Linked DNA regions of Mus musculus: region 2 is linked to region 1. A link is a contact called in public HiChIP or PLAC-seq data. All regions are on one chromosome and are shown on one strand. Each heading gives the region's core, a stretch centred on a gene start, on an enhancer-like site or on the middle of the called end of the contact. The rest is flanking DNA. Distances are from core to core; before and after follow the strand shown. Region 1 overlaps Ift74 (intraflagellar transport 74). Region 2 overlaps Mysm1 (myb-like, SWIRM and MPN domains 1).

Region 1 (2,700 bases), core at 92-2,591:
AAAATAACCCTATTAAAATTGGGGTACAGAGCTAAACAGAATTCTCAACTGAGGAATCTTGAATGGCCAAGAAGCACCTAGAGAAATGTTACATGAGAAATGTAACATCCTTAGTCATCAGGGAAATGCAAGTCAAAACGACCATGAGATTCCAGTTCACACCAGTCAGAATGGCTAAGGTCAAACACTCAGGTGACAGCAGATGTTGGCAAGAATATAGAGAAAGAGGAACACTCCTCTATTGCTGGTGGGATTGCAAGCTGGTACAACCACTCTGGAAATCAGTCTGGCAGTTCCTCAGAAAATTCGACATAGTACTACCTGAGGAACCAGCTATACCACTTCTGGGCATATACCCAAAAGATGCTCCAAAATATAACAAGGACACATGCTCCACTGTATTTATAGCAGCCTTATTTATAATAGCCAGAAGCTGGAAAGAACCCAGATGCCCTTCAACAGAGGAATGGATACAGAAAATGTAGTACATTTACACAATGGAATACTACTCAGCTATTAAAAACAGTGCATTCATGAAATTCTTAGGCAAATGGATGGAAATAGAAAATATCATTCTGAGTAAGGTAACCCAGTCACAAAAGAACACACATGATAGGCACTTACTGAGAAGTGGATATTAGTCCAAAAGCTCGGAATACCCAAGATACAGTTCATAGAAAACATTTTCCTATAAGTGTTTGTTGAAATGGCACTTCGAATTCCTAGCCTATGGATTCTCAGTGTATATATCCAAGGAAGAGCAGCTCATTGTTCTATGGATTCTCAGTGTATATATCCAAGAAAGAGCAGTTCATTGTTTAATGTGGTTATTGACCTAGCAAGATTGTTTTTAAAAAACTTAGAGTTGTGATATCTTAACACACCTGAAACTAGCTTGAAATGCATATTCTGAGGTACTACCTGAGACTTCAGTTTGAAACTGTGAGAATAGTGCTCAGTGTTTTGTATATTAGCAAAAAGTCATACTAATATTTGATAACCACTGCTTTGGAAAATCATTGAGGGCTTTATGTTGTATTTGGTACATGCCACGCACTACTAAGATGGAATCTAAAATAAATACTCTGTTCAAACAAACTTCTACAGAGTTTTTTTTTTTTTTCTTATAGGTAGTGAGGCCTTTTGAGCAATAATTTAATTCTTACCAATTTAGAGATTTTAGTATTTTGAAGCACTCTTACCAAGCTCATTCTGGCCTGGCACTATTGACTGTTGACTATATCTAAAACTATCCAAAAAGCTTTCGGGGTGTGTCTATGAGGGATTAAGTTGAGGTGGGAAGACTCGAATTAACTAAGAATAGGACCATTCTATAGGGTGGGGTCTTACAGTAAATATAAAGGAGAAAAAAAGCCACACACCAGCATTCATCTTTGTTTGCTTGTAAACTGTAGACCAGTTGTTACGACTTTCTTTCAGAATGGACTGTACCCTTCTTGTATGCCTTCAAGCAGTATGTAGAAATTGTATCTCACTACTGAGATATATATATTCTATCTCTATGGCAGCACTGAGATAAGTAATTAGTATATGCACAGTACCCCCCCCCCCCGCCTTAGTCACTCAGAGGCTTCTCACTCTATATTTTAAAGTACACCTTGTACTTATAAGTACTGTTGTTTCCCTGCTGAAAAGGGACATGTCTACTATAATTCAACTATTTTGCTAGTTGGACGAAGCCAAAAGTAAAAAGTTAGTCATTAATTTTTATGTACTCAACATAGCAATTTAAAAGTATTTGAAATAGGAATTTATTGCTTACTGCTACATTGGCATGAGAGAAGTAGGTGTGTGGTGGGGGAGGGGGGGTCTAAATTCAAAATAGGGAATTTAGCAAGCTATCCACACTAACTGAAATTGAAATAGGAATTGCCTTGGCTCTCTATGTTGCGATAAATCTCCTCCCAAATATGCCCTGGCAATGAAAACACGACACAATTAATATGAATACATGCTGTGCACCTAGATTAGGCAGATCTACCGCTACACTACCATCTTCCACAGCTATGAGCTCCACAGAATTAGAGAGTCTCCTGCCAAAAGTGGTATTCTTTCCTTGCTAGGAGACCATGCTAGTTATTTTTTAGTCAACTTGACACAAACTAGAGTCATCTGAGAAGAAAAAGGGAGGCACAGGCAGGCAGATTTCTGAGTTCAAGGTCTACAAAGTGAGTTCCAGGATAGCCAGGGCTATACAGAGAAACCCTGTCTTGAAAAAAAAAATTGCAATACCAATAAATGATAAGGTGTCTATTTCCTTTAAATCCATCCCTGTCAAACCACTCAAAATATCATCACGTAAAGTCGAAAAGATATGTATTGTTTCCCATCTTTAAGTATCAAAAGGTTTTTATGTCAATAAACTACCTTGTCTGGAGCCCTTTGTACCTTCATCTCCATGATTCTTTATGCATACGAAGGGGCTGGGTGTAGAAAGACCCGCGTGGTCATGTGTGTCCCTAGTTCGGGTTGCAGCTGGCAGCGTATGCTTGTGTGCTGATTTCAGGCAATCCGCAGCATAAACAAGCAGTCAGGAGAACCAGTCTGGCTGTCCTAGACATGAGGGTGAGGGAGGCAAGGGGGGGGGAGCGAAGGATATGGAGAAGCGAACACAGAAAAGCTCTCTCAGGCATAGATGCCCCTATTAGTTCACTGTGTCTGCTCAAAAACTGCCTCGCA
Region 2 (2,700 bases), core at 172-2,671, 270 kb after region 1:
TCATGTGCTTTCCTACTTTACATATGAAATTCATTAATGCTTCATCTTTGTCTATATGTAAATAGCCTAAAGCCAATCGTGTGAGGTATTTTAGTGTGCCTGTGTTCTGAGTATGGCTGACCACAAGGTCTGTGACATGACAGTGAGGTTCAAAATGTCTGAGATTTATAGAGCATTTCATATTTCCAATGTGCAGTCCCTCACAAGTACCCCCAAGAGTACTTCCCAGTGAACTTGGCACAAAGGTGCCTTTGATTTCAGCGTTTATAGCCACTACACCCATTAAATCCTTTATGCCCTAATATGTCTAGTAGGATAAGAGGAAAAATATGGAAGACAAAAGCAAGCATTCTATTTTAGTATATCTTTCTGAAAATGCAAGATTCCGAATGAATATGTATGTGGTGTAAGCCTGTGTTTAAACCAGCATTCTGTCAGAAGATAAACTCGAGGTTCAGTGATGCAGAAAACCATGCAAGCACAAACAGGACCCTGAGACAATGCTGGCCTCTCACACCATGGCTGCAATCGGAAAGTTAAACCAAATGCTTAACCGTAAGAATCCCTAACAGTTACATGGAGGAATGAACTTCCATTGAAATACATGCTTTATGGAATTAACACTCTCAGGATTTTGTTACCTTGTAAATAAATCATCGTTTTTACTTGGGTACTTGACTTTAAATTACTATAAAAATAAAAACTTCTCCAAGACACTAAAAAATTTAAAAGGGATAAAACTGTTGGCTTAGCAATCACTAAGAATCTCTCCTGCAAGTACTGATAGGAGATAAAACAACAGAAAAGCCAAACCAAACCAAACCCCTGTAGTAGAGACACAGGAACAATGTGACTTTCCACTAGGACAGACTATAGCATGGGATGCCATACACATACTTAACAAATGGACAGATCCCACACATCTAGCAAGGTAATGCTGAGCTACATCCCTAAGTGGGTGTTTTTAATGAGGATAATATAAAGATATTACCTTACTTTATATACAATGTATTTCTTACATACTAGGAAAAAAATGGAACATTCAAAATCAGTTAAACCAATATTTATACTTTACACTGATTTTTTTTTTTTTTTTTGAGGTGAGAGTTTCACTTTGTACTTACTAGAAAATTTTAAAATTTTAGAATATTTTCTATGTGGGGCCGTGAAAGGCAGCCTATTTTGGTTGAATTCGGCCTGCTCTGGTGACCCAGTAGAAAACTCTACAAGGGACAGAACAGTGAGCCACGTTCCCAGGGAAAGGTGTCTGATACCACAGACCCCCAACTCCATAATTCTGTGACTATCAGTCATGCAGATAAAGGCCCGAGCTTCTGGCATTCTGGCTAGACTCCACCCCCAGTTACCTGACTCTAGCAGCTGCGTATGCTCCTCCCCACAGCTACCATACAACTGCAAGATAGCCCAGCCCACTATAAAAGGGGCGGCTTGGCCCCTCCTCTCTCTCTCTTAAGCTCCCACCTTTCTTACTCTCACCTCTAGCCCTCCTTCTCTCTCTGCCTTCCCCCCACCTCCACATGGCCATGGCCGGCCTCTTTCTTTCTACCTTCTCTTTTCCTCTCTGCCTTTCTACAATAAAGCTGACGGTGAGCAGTCTAAGAGATGGTCAGCGAAGCCTGGCTGAGTTAATGTGGCTGTGGGATAGGAATGTTCCCGGACGGCCCCACGGGTCATGCATTTGAACCCTTGGTCTCCCTCCACTGGCGGACCAGTTTGGGAATGATTAGCAGGCAGAACCTTGTGGGAGGAGGTGACACAGAAGAGTAGGCCTTACAGTTTCCAAAGCTTTCCTCTTTCTCTGCTTTCTGCTTGGGAATAGGGTGTCAAAGCTCCCAGCTACTGCTCCAATGCCATGCTTAACTGCCTGCTGCCAGACTCCCTGATATGGGCTCTCTGGATCCAAGTGTGAACCCCAAATTAAATGCTCTCTTTTGTAAGTTGCCTTGGTCATGATGTTTTGTTACAGCAATAGCACGGTAACTAAGTGCCTTTCTTCTGTAATTCAATAACATTGCTAATAATTTACAAAGACATCAAAAACTACCTGTTTTATTTTTAACATTTGCTTACATTGAATTGACAGCATGATCCTCCTCTTTCACTACAAGATAATACGTCAAAGCTTAAAAACTGGTATTTTTAATATGCCACAAGTAGATATGGAAAAATGAGTTTATATTTTTGGAAAACTTATAATTTTACAAACATTGATATTTACAATATTCTTTAATGTAGATATATACAACATAACATTTAAATGTATAAAATAGTTTTAAGTCATATATTGTTATAGAACACTGTAAATGCATAGTGAAAAAATTTACAAAACTGTTAATATTGTGAGAAAACAGCAACAAGTTCATAAACTGTCATGCAATATCTTATATACAACACAACTGTATAAATCAACTCCAATCTACACATTTAAAGGCGTTTATAAAAGACTCCTCTACATAAATCATGCTAAAATCTAATTACAACTTTAGTACTCATATGCTGAAGCAGATGATCTTTTTTTTTTTTTTTTCTTTTCAAGACAGGGTTTCTCTGTGTAGCCCTGGATGTCCTGGAACTCACTTTGTAGACCAGGCTGGCCTCGAACTCAGAAATTCGCCTGCCTCTGCCTCTGCCTCGGCCTCCCGAGTGCTGGGATTAAAGGCGTGCGCCACCATGCCCAGC

Evidence for each region. HiChIP or PLAC-seq counts read pairs in DNA pulled down with a chosen protein or histone mark.
Region 2: a contact with region 1 is called in an H3K27ac HiChIP or PLAC-seq map of embryonic stem cells, with 4 times the contacts expected there. The contact joins two enhancer-like sites. A contact is called at or near these places in 19 of 39 promoter capture datasets (the 3T3-L1 cell line, 3T3-L1-derived adipocytes, the C10 cell line and 10 more), 25 of 484 Hi-C or Micro-C datasets (the AtT-20 cell line, the C2C12 cell line, LSK cells and 17 more), 5 of 115 datasets of contacts at active chromatin or transcription factors (all in embryonic stem cells) and 3 of 9 other capture datasets (adipose tissue, liver and pancreatic islet).

The regions. Positions count from the first base shown.
Region 1 is chr4:94,672,425-94,675,124 of GRCm38.p6, forward strand. The region is part of intron 13 of Ift74 (intraflagellar transport 74); the gene reads left to right. Among named protein-coding and RNA genes, the nearest start is that of Mir872, 8.6 kb to the left of the region's middle. Within about 2 kb of position 1,342, at least 2 of the 459 cell types and tissues checked have an H3K27ac peak or open chromatin away from gene starts, as enhancers often do. A contact at or near this core is called in embryonic stem cells, where this site is marked.
Region 2 is chr4:94,939,995-94,942,694 of GRCm38.p6, forward strand. Mysm1 (myb-like, SWIRM and MPN domains 1) reads right to left here. Exons shown (of 20, transcript NM_177239.3): 20 at 2,047-2,700. Among named protein-coding and RNA genes, the nearest start is that of Eqtn, 13 kb to the left of the region's middle. Within about 2 kb of position 1,422, at least 12 of the 459 cell types and tissues checked have an H3K27ac peak or open chromatin away from gene starts, as enhancers often do. A contact at or near this core is called in embryonic stem cells, where this site is marked.